Linked DNA regions of Anas platyrhynchos: region 2 is linked to region 1. A link is a contact called in public Hi-C data. All regions are on one chromosome and are shown on one strand. Each heading gives the region's core, a stretch centred on a gene start, on an enhancer-like site or on the middle of the called end of the contact. The rest is flanking DNA. Distances are from core to core; before and after follow the strand shown.

Region 1 (7,146 bases), core at 1,963-4,462:
CCCCCTGAGGCTGGACACTGAGCCTGCTAGAGCCAGTGTAGCCACAGTGCTCGTTCCCTGTCCCTCCACCGCTGGCTTTTGGTACCCAAAAGGTACCACCTCCGGCCCTACAGGTGCCCCATGCGTCCTTTTTGCGTCCCTGCAGGAGCTGTGGACACGTTCACGCTCATCCACCACGACCTGGAGATCTCCACAAACCCTGCCCAGTACGCTATGATCCTCGACATAGTCAACAACCTGCTGCTGCACGTGGAGCCCAAACGCAAGGTACCCACCACGCTGCAAATCATCGTGCTGCTTGCTTGTGCCCGGGGCGCTCCTCATCCTCCCTTATTTATCCGCGTGGCCAGGAGCACAGTGAGAAGAAGCAGCGGGTGCGTTTCCAGCTGGAAATCTCCAGCAACCCCGAGGAGCAGCGCAGCAGCATCCTCCACCTGCAGGAGGCCGTGAGGCAGCACGTTGCCCAAATCCGGCAGCTGGAGAAGCAGATGTACTCCAACGTGAAGGTGAGCAGCAGGACCCGGCTCCCCTGGCTCCCTGCTTCAGGGCAGAGGGCTCTGAGGGTTGTCTCTCCTTCAGTCCCTGCAGGATGACAGCAAAAACGAGACCCTGCTCGAGCTCAACCACCGGCTGCAGCAGCAGCTGAGCCAGGAGAAGTCCGACCTGCAGCTGGAGAGCGAGGAGCTGAACATACTGATCAGGTCCGGGGGCCCTCTCCGCCTTCCTTGGCGTTGTTCCCCCTCCTTCCTCCAAGTTTCCCCCATCCCAGCTCTCTCCTGTTTGCTGCAGGTGCTTCAAGGACTTCCAGCTGCAGCGTGCCAACAAGATGGAGCTGAGGAAGCAGCCGGAGGACGTGAGCGTGGCACGGAGGACGGAGTTTTACTTCGCCCAGGCGCGCTGGCGTTTGACGGAGGAGGACGGGCAGCTGGGCATAGCCGAGCTGGAGCTGCAGCGTTTCCTCTACAGCAAGGTACCGAGCCGCCCCGTAGCCCCCCACAGCCCCCTCTCTGAGCCCAAATTTGTGGGGCTGATGCGTTTGTGGGCACAGGTCAACAAGTCTGATGACACCGCCGAGCATCTGCTGGAGCTGGGCTGGGTGACGATGAACAATCTGCTGCCCAACGCCGTGTACAAGGCAAGGGGAGCTGCTCTGCGCCCTGGGGACCCTCGGGGGACCCTCGGGTGACCTGGCCAGGGTGGTTCTGCCTCACCCCAGCCACCCCCTGGCTTCCCTGCAGGTGGTGCTGCGTCCCCAGAGCTCCTGCCAGTCCGGCCGGCAGCTGGCACTGAGGATCTTCAGCAAGGTCCGGCCGCCCGTGGGGGGCATCTCCATCAAGGAGCACTTCGAGGTGCCAGGGCTGGGCGGGGAGGTGGCAGAGCACAAAAAAAAAGGATTTGCCTGGCTCTAACGTGTGTGTCTCTCTCTGCCCTCCAGGTGAACGTGGTCCCGCTCACCATCCAGCTCACCCACCAGTTCTTCCACAGGATGATGGGGTTTTTCTTCCCCGGCCGCAACGTGGAGGAGGAGGAGGTGGGGGATGAGGAAGACAAGTCCAAGCTGGTGACAACGGGTGAGTGGGGCGGGAGGTGCGTGGTCCTGTGTGGTCACCTCCTCCCCGGCACCCCGGTGCCACCTGAGCACCTCGGGCTGTGGGTCCAGGGCAAGTTTTGGGGGGCAGCTGCTGGGCTGTGTGGTGAGGAGCAGAGAGGGGTGGTCTCCCCTGTGGGTAGGGGATTGTTGGGGGGGGATCGGGGCTGTGGTTGCACCCCAGGACAGCAGCCCCTTTGTCGCAGGGATCCCCGTGGTGAAGCCGCGGCAGCTGATCGTGGCTGATGATGCTCTGGGGCCGGGGAAGGGAGTCACTCAGGGCCTGAATCGGACGTCAGGGGTCAGGAGATCGTTCCGAAAAGCACCCGAGGTACCTGCTGCTGGGGATCCAGCCAAACCCGGCCTTCCCTCAGCTCCTCGCCCTGCTTTCCTGCCCCCCCTTTTTCCCCTGGTGAAGCAATGCCAGGGCTTGCTGCTTGTTTTTCCCTTCCCCGCTGCTTTCCTGGCTCCGTCCCCAGTCCTCACCTCCTGCTCCCGGCTCTGTCCCCAGCACCCCGTGGACGACATCGACAAGATGAAGGAGCGCGCGGCCATGAACAACTCCTTCATCTACATCAAGATCCCGCAGGTGCCGCTCTGCGTCAGCTACAAGGTGAGGGGACGGGGACGGGGACGCATTGGGGGGGGGGTCCCGGGGCCTTGTCCCACTCTGCCTGACCCCCCTCCTGCCCAGGGCGAGAAGAACAGCGTCGATTGGGGCGACCTGAACCTGGTGCTGCCGTGCCTGGAGTACCACAACAACACCTGGACCTGGCTGGACTTCGCCATGGCGGTGAAGAGGGACAGCCGCAAAGCCTTGGTGGCACAGGTGGGTGGGGACAGCACTGTCACAGCCTCCCCCCTTTCCCCGTATCCTGCTCGGCATCATCCTGATCCCATTCTCCCTCTTGGGGCAGGTGATCAAAGAGAAGCTGCGCCTGAAGCCGGCAGCGGGCGCGGAGGCTCGGGGGAAGCTGGAGAATAAATCGGAGGGGCCCATCCAGCAGCAGGAGGAGGACGAGAAGGCACGGCTGCTCATCGGGCTGAGCGTAGGCGAGAAGAACCCTAGCAAGAAATCCATCTTCGGCAGGCGCAAATGAAGGGCGGCAGCACCCGGCAGGCCGGGAAGGGACTGGGGAACCCCCCCCCAAGTGCTCCCCACAGCAGAGGGGCAGCCCCCTATGGTGCCGAGGGGGGGCCGTGCTGCCCCAGCTTGGGGGGGCTGCGCCCAGACCCTCAGCAGCCCCCTCCCTGTAGGGCAGGGGTGCAGCAGCGGGGGGCTGCGGGGTGCAGAGTGCTCCAGGGCAGCTTTGTGGGGTGCACAAAGCCCCCCCCCCCTTGTGCCAAGGGTACCCGCGAGCCTCCCCTGTCCCTGCTGTGCGGGTGCTGGGCCCGGTGAAGCAGCAGGATGGCTCCAGGCTGGGAGAAAGGGGAACGGGAGAGAGTTTAAAAGAAGAGTTTTTAATTTGGAACAGCTTGCCATTCGCGTCCCCCCTCGGCGCCGTCAGCACCATCCCCAAAACCCATGGATTCACCCCCTGGCCCCCCCAGGAGCTTCCCCTACTTTGGGGGTCCCTCATCCATCTCCTCCGGGGGACCCTAGGATCCCGTTACCCCCTTGTCCCCTGAAGCTGGGGGCAGCCCCAGATCTGGGGGGCTGCTGTAAAATGGGGGGGTTGGAGGGGAGGGTGCTGTGGGATGGGGGGAAAAGGGGGGGTCCCCAATCCCTGCCCGGTGCAGGCGGGGGGTGGATGCCACGGGGGGCGCACCGGGAGCCCCGCTGCCCATTCCTGGACCTTGGAGGGGGGTCGTGAGCTGCCGGGGCGGAGAAGGGGGGGTTCGGAGGGGGGGGGGGGCGGGGCCGGGCGGGGTTATGTAAGGCGGCGATCACCGGGCCCGGGGCGCGGCGCGATGGGAGCAGCCAGCAGCGGCCCGGGCCCGGCCCCGGTGCGACCCCCCCAGGTGCGTGCGGTGGCCCCGGGGGTTCCCCTAATTTCCCCCTCCCCATCCCCGGGGTGTTCCCTCCCCCCCACCCATTGACGGCCACCCCCGGGTCCGTAGGGCCGCGCTGTGGGGCCGTGGGTCCGGGCGCTGCTGCGCCGAGCCGGGACGGGACCGGCACCGGCACCGGGACGGGGACCGGGTCCGGTACCGGGGCTCGCCCTGGCCACCGAGGAGCCGCCGCTGCCCGCTTGGCCGCTGCCGCAGCTCGTCTCGCTCTTCCTGCCGGAGTTCCCCGTTCGCCCCTCCGGCCGCCAGCAGCAGCTCAAGGTGCCGGTCCCCCCCCCACCCCCCAAAAAAAAACCTACCGGGGGGCTCGGTGCGTCCTACCGGGGAGCCCGCACCTCCCGCCGGGGGTCCCGTGCGTTAAACGGCGTCCTTCACCGGGTCCCCTCGCAGCCCGGCACGGCTCCATCTGCTTCCCAGAGGGGTCCCCGAGTGTCCCGTGCGCCCTCCCGGGGTCCCCGTGCGCCCTCCCGGGGTCCCCGTGCGTCCCGTGCCGCCACCCCGTGCCTCTTCTTGGGGTCGCCGCCCGCCTTTACCGGGTTTCCTTGCGCTCCGTACCGGGTCCCCGTGCACCCTCCCGGAGCCCCCGACCCTCCTACCGGCTCCCCTTCTCCCCCCACCCGTGCCCCGCGCCCCCCGTTCCCCAGGTCCCCACGGGGGTACCCATGCGCCCTCCCCGGTCCCTGTGTGCGCCCCCCCCCGCCGCCTGTTTTATGCCCACCAACGCCCCCCACCTCACCCCACGCGGGATCCAGCTCCCCATGGAAGTGCCCCACAGCCTGCCCCACGCCGGGCACCCTGCAGCCCGTGTCCGGGGGGGGGTGCTCAGCTCCTGCCCCCCCCAGATCCTGGGCTTGGTGGCCAAAGGCTCCTTCGGGACCATCCTGAAAGTGCTGGACTGCGGGCGGGAGAAGGTCTGCGCCGTCAAGGTGGGTGCTGCCCTGCAGTCCGGGGGGTGCCCCTCCTGCTCTGTGCCCCCCCCCTCCCTCCCCTACACCCCCATCGTGCCCCCCCCCAGGTGATGCCCAAAGTGGAGGTGCTGCGCCGCGACACCCTGAAGCAGTGCAAGGAAGAAGTCAGCATCCAGGTGAGGGGGGGGATTTGGGGAGGGGTTGGGGGGGGGATCCTACAGGCTGCAGAGCCCCCCCCCCGTGAACCCCTCTCCCCCAGGGGCCGCTCACCCTCTCTGCTTTGTGTCCCCAGAGACAGGTCAGGCACCCGTTTGTCCACGGCCTGGGGGACAGCTGGCAGGGCCAGCGCCACCTCTTCATCAGTGAGTGACCATCTGCCCGCGGGCTCGTCCTGGCCCCCCCCCAGCCCCCGCTGCCTCCGCACGTGTCCCCGCTGCCCGCACACGTGTCCCCGCACACGCGCGTGCTCCCCCATCCCTGAACGATGCCCGCGGGGACCGAGGCGCTCGGCTGCCAGCTCCGGGGACAACGGGGACGGGGACGAGCGCAGCAGGGACAAACGAGCTGCTCTGTCCCCCCCCCGGGTTTGTCCTGTCACTTCTCCTGTGTCACCACTCCGGTGGCTGTGCCACCGTGGTGCCCGTGTGGGTGCAATTCCTGGTGGCTCTGTGAGCCCCAGGGGCTGCGTCACTTTGGTACCCATTTAGCCACGGTGCTCGTGGCACCTTTGTGCCCACGTAGCCATAGTGCCGTAGGGTCCACCAGGACCCTCACTTTGCTCAGGGATGTGCCACCTTTGTGGCCACAGAGCCCATGTGGCCCTGGTGCCCGTGTCACCTTGCTGTCCCCATGGCTCTGGAGCCCACGTCACCCTAGTGCACGGTCCTGGTGCCCACAAGGTCCCGGTGCTTGTGCCACCTCGCTGCCCATATGGACCCAGCACTGGTATCACCGCAAGGCACGGTCCTCGTGGCCACGTGGCCGCGGTGCCCGTGTCACCTCGGTGCCCGTCACGAGGCCGGTGCCGTGTCCTGGCAGTGTGCACCTACTGCAGCACCGGGGACCTGCACGCGCTGTGGCGCGCCGCCGGGCGCTTCGCCGAGGCCACCGTCCGCCTGTTTGCTGCCGAGCTGGTGCTGGTGCTGGGTGAGTACTGGGGGGGGCTCAGCCCTCCTGGGGGGGGGCAGCCGCCCGCTGGGTGCCACGGGGGTGGCAGAGGGCACGGCGTGGGGAGGGGACCCCCGGCTCTGATGGCTCCGTCTTGTCCCCAGTGTATCTCCACGACCTGGGCATCGTGCACAGAGATGTGAAGGTGGGTGAAAAAGGGGTCTGGGGGGGGACAGAGGATGGTCGGGGGGGGGGGGTCTCTGCACCCCCTGGTGCAAATTGGCCACCCCAGCGCTTGGTTTGTTTCAGATGGAGAACATCCTCCTGGATGAGAGAGGTAAGGGGCTGTGGCACTAGGGTGGGGACACCCCATCCGTGGGGACACCCCATCGTTGGGGGCCCCCACGCGCCATCTCACCCCGCAGGGCACCTCAAACTCGCCGACTTCGGCCTCTCCCGGCACCTGCGGTGGGGCGAGCGGGCCCACACCATCTGCGGCACCCTGCAGTACATGGGTAAGGGGTGGCAGGGTTATGGGGACACATCTCCCCCCCCCCGGGGGGTGCTGCTGGGGACACCTCCACCCCAGCTGCTCACCCCCTCATCCCCTCAGCCCCAGAGGTGCTGAGCGGGGGTCCCTACAGCCACGCGGCCGACTGGTGGTCCCTGGGAGTCCTGCTCTTCGCCCTGGCCAGCGGGGAGGTGAGCTCTGTGGGGTGCACGTTTGGGGGGCTAGGGGCACCCCATGGAGCTCCTAAACGCTTTCCTTGCCCCCCCCAGTTCCCGGTGGCACCGGCGGGGGACCACGTGGCCATGCTGGAGCGCGTCAACCAGAGCAGCTACAGCAGCCCCCCTGCGCTCAGCCCCGCGCTAGCCCGGCTGCTGGCCGAGGTAGCCCTCGCCCCCTGGGTTGGGGGTCCCCAGGGGGGGTCTCCATCGCTCAGCCTCTTCTCTCCATCCCCAGCTGCTGTGCCACAACCCCCTGCGCCGCCTGCGCTACCTCCACCACTTCCAGGACCACCCTTTCTTCCGCGGGGTGACCTTCGACGCCGACCTCCTGCAGAAGGACCCGGTGGCGGTGGCCGTGGCCCCGCGCCCCCCCGCGCCCCCTCCTCCCTCCCCCGACCCCTCCACCTTTGAGGATTTTGACTGCGACCTCACCGCCACGGCCCCCCCGGACCGCCCCTGGCCCGGCTGAGCCGCTGCCACCACCGCACCCCTCGCATCGCTCAGGGACCCCCCCCCCCCCAAAATCCCCCCCCCAGGCAGCGGCTGGGCCCTCAGCGCTGTGCGTCTCCCCACGGGACTGTTATAAATGAAGTCTCAACTCAATCTGGATTTAGGAATATTTATAAAGGGAATATTTATAAAAGGTATAAAAGGCAAGGAACCAGCGCTGGGTGTGCGGGGAGTCTGCGCTCCACCAACAGGCACACACAAACATCAAACATTCATTCCTTCTTTCTGCTCCTTTATTGATGACATACCTTCATCATGTTGACTTTTTTTTCTTTCTCTCTCTTTTTTTATTTT
Region 2 (7,146 bases), core at 1,935-4,434, 57 kb after region 1:
TAAAACACAGTAAAACTTATATTTTTCACTAAAGTATATTTGTTGCTTTGTTTTAGTCTGTCAGCAGCTAGTCCTCTGTCTTCTAATACTTGCAGAATTTTCAGGTTATGTTCTTGTTTATCAAAACCCAGAAATTCTTTCAAGGGGACTATAAATGTTTCAGTGTGTGGATTTTTTTATTTTTTATTTATTTATTTATTTATTTTTGTAGTGGTCTGTAGCAGATGTTGTTGACATCATTGGCTTCAGCAAATAAGTTAGATTATCATTTCCCTTGACTTCAGTGTTCATTTGCAAGCAGCTTTCATAAAAATATCTGAAAATCATTAGTTTTCTTCTTATAGTCACTTGTTTCAGGAGGATGCAGAAGAGGAGTGGCTTGATAAAATGGTGTTGACCAATACAGCGGTTAACAACATTATCTTTAAATAGTTCTTTTCCATTTTTTAATTTATTTTTAATATATATTTTTTTTAGTATCTGTTTGTAGAAGTTATTAAAGTAAAGCTACATATCCTGCAGGTGAGTTCTGGAAAAAGATCACTCTTATTCCGATGGCCATGGTTTCAGCACTTGTAGCTGACATAAATTGTGTGTGTGTGATGGTTAGGGCTGCATCTGGACAAAAATAATTATAACTAGGCGTGTGGTTCACATCAGTGCTATAGGTTTGGATCCAGAATTACTTAGGTAGGCAGGAGACACTGTATCCAACTCCATGAAGGCAGAGTAAAGGGTGGTGAGCTGTAGGTCAGGCAAGTTGCTGTGCGGAGTTCCGTTTTGCATGGTGATGTTGCTGCTGCCGCCGTTCTCCATCTGGCAGTGAGAAGGGAAACACTGGGAAGACGATGGGGATGATGAAATGAGAACTAGGGGATCCACGGCTAGACTGTCATCTTTCAGCTCCTCCCAAAGGTTTCCTGTGACAAAACAAAAAGGATCGGTTCAACTTTCTTTACGCATGCCTTTTTGAAACATGGTTTCGTGTGAGAAATCAGCAATTATACAGTTGTGTGTGCTGTATGTGTATGTACTTTTAATCACTTGTGATTGAGAAAGGGGAAAGATGGTTTAGCGAGTTATTATTTGTCGCCATTATAAATTTAAATCTTGGGGAAAGCAGTGTTAATTTAAGAAAATTATTTCTGTTGATAATTGGCAAGGTTCTGTTGCAAATACATCCTTACTGAAGTATAACTTCCAGTTTAAAAAAGCACCAAGAAAGGGGAAGTCACCTCTGTAATCTTTGTAAACTACTGAAGATAAATCTGCAAATAATACTGCTGGGCTTCTCATATGCTTATGGCACAGCTTTCTCTGGGTTGCAGACTAAGTTACTGGACACGCAAGTGACCTGAGGAATCAAAAGATCTGAAATATTCATTTTTTTTCCCTGAATTATACAAAAATATTCTCTGACTTTCCGTTGAACATGCCTGTCTCAGTGACAGCACCAAAGAAAGTGCTGCAGGAGGGCTGCATTTCCCATGTCCCTCTCTGAAGGTTTTTTTGGGGGGTGCTGGCAGGGATACTGCTGCTCCAAGGTTATGCCTGTCTTCTCCAGGCTATCAAGTGGGATAAAACTTTTTTGCTTGAAAAAGCTTGATTTTTTTTTTTTTTTTTTTTTGTGTGTAATGATTTTCCTCCCAGTGAGCAAGTTCTAGAACCTTTGATTTGAGTTTGGTAATTTGGTAAAGAAAGAAAGAAAGGAAAGAAAAAAAAAAAAAAGCTTAGATAAAGGTAAATAACTTAAGGAAAAGGCAAGTACAGAGGGAAGATGGAATCATATCATGTTAGTGAAGCATGAGGAATACTCCCACTACAAACAAGCGTGTTAACCTGAATAAAATGGGCAGAGATTAAGAGAAATGAATGGAATGTGAGACCTGGCTGCCTGAAAGAGGAAGTGGCAAAGGATTCAAAAAAATTGCATTGTTAATCCTGGTAAAGCAATCTGGGCATGGCAGGATTGCGGAATATTTGTGACTGTACAATGGCAAGGTAATTGCATTTGCTGAGTGCTGTGGATTATTAAAATTGCATCTTTTGCCCTGTCTTTTAGGCTGCTTTGTGTAACACTGTTTGTCTGTGCAGGAAGGCAAACCTTGCGTGATTTTTGATGCTGCAAGAGCTGCTCATTTGGAGGCCACAATTTTTATTTTGTGTGTTTATATATATAAATGTGTAAACTTGGTATTTTTGATTATTTTTCTTGCATGGAAAACTATATACAAAATCCTATCCATTCAAGACGATTCAGTTATTTAATACTGGGAATTTTGGTGTCAGCATTGCACGACTAAGTATTTAAGAACACCTCAGAAAACATAATTATTCAGTGCATAGATCATGTGGGTGCCTGGGAAGCCTGTGAGGGAGGATAGCACTCTTTTTAGCAAGATATGGGAAGGCTTTGAATCAATATTGACGAAGAAGGTTCCAAATGTATTGCGATATATAATATCAGTAATCTTTGGCAAGAGGAAGAAGAGGTTTTTTTTTGTAAACCCTGGATGTAAATCTGTAGCTGTCTTGGGAAACTTTTTGAAGACATGACACAAAATCCCATATTGCACAGAATAACGTAACCTAGTGAGGTGGTGCTTGCGGCGCGCACAAGGAGTTCAAAAAGCCAAGCAAATCTTATTTTTGCTAGTGTTTGCGTTAACGTGGGATGCATTTAAAAAAGGAAGGGGGCAGATGGGATTGTACGGGGTGGGCTGTGACGTGCAAAGGCCGAGCCTAGGCCGTGGGAGTACCTTGGATGCCCACCTTGGAGGTCGAAGTCGGTGAGGGATGGGTTGAGAGCATCGATGTCGGTGCTGAGGTCCCCTTCTTGCAGGAGCGGGTCATGCACCGTCCTGGCCGCGCTCTGCTCCGCCAGCACCTTCATGCCACACGCCGGGGGTGTCTGTGCTGGCAGCGGGGAGTCCTGGCTGATGCCAGGCTGGCTTCTGGCTTCGTTGGGAGCCTCTCCAGAAGGAAACAGCGGCTGGTGCTCGGGCGTCTGCTGCATGAGCGTGCTGGACATGGGAGGGAAGCCCGGTGGTGAGGTGTAGCAGGCGGTTTGCTGCCCTCCCAGCAGGCTGGGTACTGGGTTTTTGACGTGCAGGGCTCCAGGAGTGTGGATGGGATGGAGAGGTGGTGGTACACCGGAGGAAAGAGAGGGCTCGCCTAAGGAGTGGGGTTGGACTGCCATCTGCCGGGAAAGGGATGCGCTCCCAACAGCGGTTGGGCTGCAGGACATGATAGAAGACCTCAGCTTTTCGCTCTTGTCGCCTATCAGCGTGTCAAGCTCTTCTGCAAAACAAGGGAGGGGGGGGGAAAAAAAATCCACAGATTAATTTCTAGCACAGCCTTCATCTTCACGGTTCACAGCTGGGATTTCAGAGGAGTGGAATGGCAAACAAAAGTGCAAGTCTTGCAATGAGAACACCAAAAGCCTGAAATGCTTTTCTAAATTGTCAGTGCTATGTGCATATTTAGTAGATTGTATTTCCCTGTTTAAAGATTGCGTATTTATCAGTTAGTTTCAATTTTTGTTCTGTAGTAATTATTGCAGGGTTGTTTTGACATCTCACTAAACTTCAGGATGAAGAGAGAATTTTTTTCTCATTGTAGTGACAAAGTTGTGCTTTTGGGGCCTATTTAGAAGTACTCCTGCAAAACCAGGTCTTATTTAATTCTGCTTTTTAAAGTTTACGTTATGGAAAAATTCTTAAATATTTTCCTAAATTATGCGTAAATTCCGTTATACAGCTTGGTGCATTTTGCAGGGAAAAGTTCTGGGGACCCCTGTTGGAGAACTACCACGCTAATACATTACTGACCTGGCTTTGCCATACTCTTCCTTACAGCAACTGGGTCTTTCCTCTTCCATTTCTGAAGCTCCTCCTGCATCTTATCAATTTTGGCTGGATTCAGAGCCCACAAACAGCCTTTCCGAGAAGAATTGCCTGTCTTGTTTTCAACTTTCTCAAAGCATTTGTTCAAAGATAAGTTGTGGCGCACAGAATTCTTCCAGCCATCTGGAGCTGTCTGGAAAAACAAATCCAATCTAAGAATGGAATTTCAAGGAAAAAAAAAATCCCAAATATATTTCTCCATTTTGACGGTTGAGACTATAAGAAATGCTGATTAGATTTTACTTTCCACAATATGAAGTTTGTTTGTTAGAAGGAAGCCACAAGAAATGTTAGAGTCACGTTGTGCAGGAAGGGAGGAATCTGGTAAAACAGTAATTGATCTAAGCAAGAAGGTTGGCCTTTTCAGAGGGGCTGCTGGGGTTTTAAGAGTGAATTTGCAAATCGCAGGAATTAAGAGTGTAAGGAACTATATTCTAGAACTGTGAAGTAACAGGAAATCTGTCTTCTAAATCTGTTTTGGAACAGGTGGAAAAATTTCAAACACATAATTGAGGGATTACATGCTACTTGGACTCAAATTAAGTGTCCAGGCAGACTTTGAAAGAATTTTAGCCTGCTGCTGTAGGTGTAATGTTGTATGCTGGCCAATTATATCACCAAATGGTATAATTGCAAGCCCTACAGATGAGATACAGGTTTCTACATCTGATCACTGGATCTTTTTGCTTTACATTTATTTTTAACTCAGTAGTTAAAGCTGGAAGGCTCTTTAAACTGTACAGTACATATAAGCCTCATTCAAATTATTCCTCCATTCTTATTTAGGTGTTTGCTAATTAATGAGGTATAAAAAAAATTCCCTTCTTACTCTGAGGGCAGTTTTGCCTTCAGTCGGAAGAATGGAAAAAAGAAGACAACTTAGGGCCAAAAAGTCTTCCTCCTTTTTTCTCAGTTTTATACGGAGATATACATATATATATGATAGATTTTAGAAATAGTTTTGTCTCATAATTATCTGTTGATGTACTTTTTAAAACTTTTTTTTCTCTATTTGCAATAAGATAACATTTTTAAAAGATTTCTCTTACCTAACTTTAAAGTTTGAGACTCTTGGTCATTAAGTAAATTGGCTTACATTTTTTTTTTCCCATTTGTTTTTGATTTTTACTTTTTTTTTTTTGTTTTTCCTTATTGCTTGTAAAAGAACTGAAAATAATATTGCTGAAGAGAATATGAGGGAAACACTCAGAAAAAGGTCATGCTCGGATTCTGGTGGGAAATGCCTGTTAAAATTGATCTTGAAGAAATGGCACTGTAATATTTTATTGCATGTAAGTTTTTATGGAGCTTTGTTTGTTTGATTTAACTCCTTTCTGTTTACTTAGTCATGCAGCCAAAAGATACTGCCCATCGTGTTTAGGCTTTGTAAATTGGTGTGCTGATTCGTATCTAAAGATTTGTACAGCAAATTCCTGATGTGTCACTTCCTTGCTTTTCTTTTGGTAGGCGCTGTACAATGCTGTTGGTTGCACATGTGAGCAGGACTGCCTTAGCTCATTGCTGCTGCAGTATAATCATAAAGAAAAAGGGAGCAGGAAAAATGACTTGCCACATCATGGTAGGAATCATCAATCTGAGAAGCCCAGCTCCATTGTAACAGCTGCAACTGCTGGTTCAGCTAGACTTCTTTCCCTGTCTTTATAAGATCAGGATTTCATTTTATTTTATTTTAAATTAGTTTTCCTGTGTTGGTCAAATGACATTTGCAGAGGTGAGAGAGGAAATCTCTAGTGAGAATGACTTTAGAGCTCATTAGATTACAAAGAATGATCTTCAGTACAGGTGTATGTGAGGCTTTTTTTTCTTTTTCTGTTTTTTATAACCAATTTTGGATACTTCTTTTCAAAAAAGAAAAGCAAAACCAGTCTACCTTACCTGTGTGTCATATGAATTAAAAGAAGTTTAAAAACTCTCCAAGGCATGTGAAGTTGCCTAAGTGATACTCACTATTGGTCCTTATTCATGGATGCAAAATACGTCACAAATTTTTATATGTATTTATAAAAGTAAAACGTGGTCTTTCCTAGCTTGTTGTGAAGATCTGTCTCATGGAATAAAGAGTTAATAGCCCAACTGAGGAATCTGAGGGTCAAGTATAATGCTTTCTTCATTAAAAGTATTGATTGGTTGTGAAAGTTGAAAACATGATAACTAAAGCAGAAAGTATTTTCCTTTCATAACAGCACAGTTCCTTTTGGCCCACCTGATGTCAGCATTTCACTATTTTGTTAGCCAGCCCCATAGGCGAGACGACCTGCATTTCTATTTTTAAAAACAAACCAACAAAAATACCAAAACCAACACTTCTGCCACAGGGTAACACCAAAGATGCTCATCAGTGCTTCTCCCTTGCAGGTCATATTCAAGCTATTTTCTGCCAGTTCCAAAAGTAAATAAAACTTTCTAGGTAAAATGTGCACTTAGGTACTGAATGAACTAACCTGGAGGAATATTCATGTTTCTTGATGTGTGTGAGGCTGCGGATCCCTCTGTATCTAGACGGGATAATTAGTGTTTCTGCTAAGCCCCAGAGAAGACGGGAGTGGCGTGTGTTTCTCAGAGCTTTTCAGAATGTGTGGGGGTGTAAATTGTGAGGTAGTTTTAGAAATGTAAAAGCAAAAAGTACACAGATTTATTCTGGAGACTAGTGCCAAGAGTTGAACAGGTTCTTGCATTAAATGTGGTATTGCTGAGCAGAGAAAAATAGCTGTTTACCTAGCCGGGCCCTGAAGGAACGCTCCAGCAGCGTGCTCCTGTTACTGCTCTGCCACCAGTTTTTTTTTTTAAGTTAACATTTGATTCTCTCTTAATGAACTGAGCTCTGGCTTCTGAAGTTGCTCTCGTACAGTTGGGATCCCTTCCTATAGCTTGTTTTTGCCGTTGTTGCGTTCCGGGTAGTAGGGAAGAAGGAATTTGACAGTGCAGGAGAATACTTGCTGCTGTACGTCTGTCCGACCACAGACCTCCCTAACCTCTTGGACCACTGGCAATAACTCCAATTAACAAGATTAAAGCTTTGTGTTAGACTCACTAATCACTACAAAGAAAAAAAAGGATGACAAGCAAAAAAATATTATTGTGCAGACCCATTGATCCTGACCGCCTCTTGAAGTTTAAAGAGTTCAGTGATCTTGCAAAACCCTTTCTCTTTAAATCTAGGTCTCAAGAGAAGGGAGAGGTACATCAAAGAGTAATTCAACTTCAGCTGTGTAGATTTTTT

The links. Hi-C and Micro-C count contacts between places; a contact is called where the count stands out from the background.
Region 2: a Hi-C map of skeletal muscle shows a contact between it and region 1, with 4 times the contacts expected there. The contact joins the enhancer-like site here to the promoter of RSKR in region 1. A contact is called at or near these places in 2 of 8 Hi-C or Micro-C datasets (skeletal muscle and subcutaneous adipose tissue).

Annotation. Positions count from the first base shown.
Region 1 is chr20:5,087,709-5,094,854 of IASCAAS_PekinDuck_T2T, forward strand. RSKR (ribosomal protein S6 kinase related) reads left to right here and starts at 3,213. Exons shown (of 12, transcript XM_038165651.2): 1 at 3,213-3,550; 2 at 3,650-3,859; 3 at 4,441-4,524; 4 at 4,614-4,682; 5 at 4,799-4,868; 6 at 5,545-5,652; 7 at 5,778-5,818; 8 at 5,923-5,950; 9 at 6,039-6,128; 10 at 6,227-6,315; 11 at 6,394-6,504; 12 at 6,578-7,146. The coding sequence starts at 3,287. The coding sequence ends at 6,811. BLTP2 (bridge-like lipid transfer protein family member 2) reads left to right here. Exons shown (of 39, transcript XM_038165648.2): 29 at 146-267; 30 at 351-506; 31 at 580-701; 32 at 790-970; 33 at 1,049-1,135; 34 at 1,239-1,349; 35 at 1,436-1,571; 36 at 1,795-1,919; 37 at 2,100-2,201; 38 at 2,283-2,417; 39 at 2,506-3,060. The coding sequence ends at 2,688.
Region 2 is chr20:5,144,402-5,151,547 of IASCAAS_PekinDuck_T2T, forward strand. FOXN1 (forkhead box N1) reads right to left here. Exons shown (of 9, transcript XM_072025991.1): 7 at 3,831-4,038; 8 at 2,773-3,300; 9 at 191-920. The coding sequence ends at 652. Among named protein-coding and RNA genes, the nearest start is that of UNC119, 34 kb to the left of the region's middle. Within about 2 kb of position 3,185, at least 2 of the 8 cell types and tissues checked have an H3K27ac peak or open chromatin away from gene starts, as enhancers often do.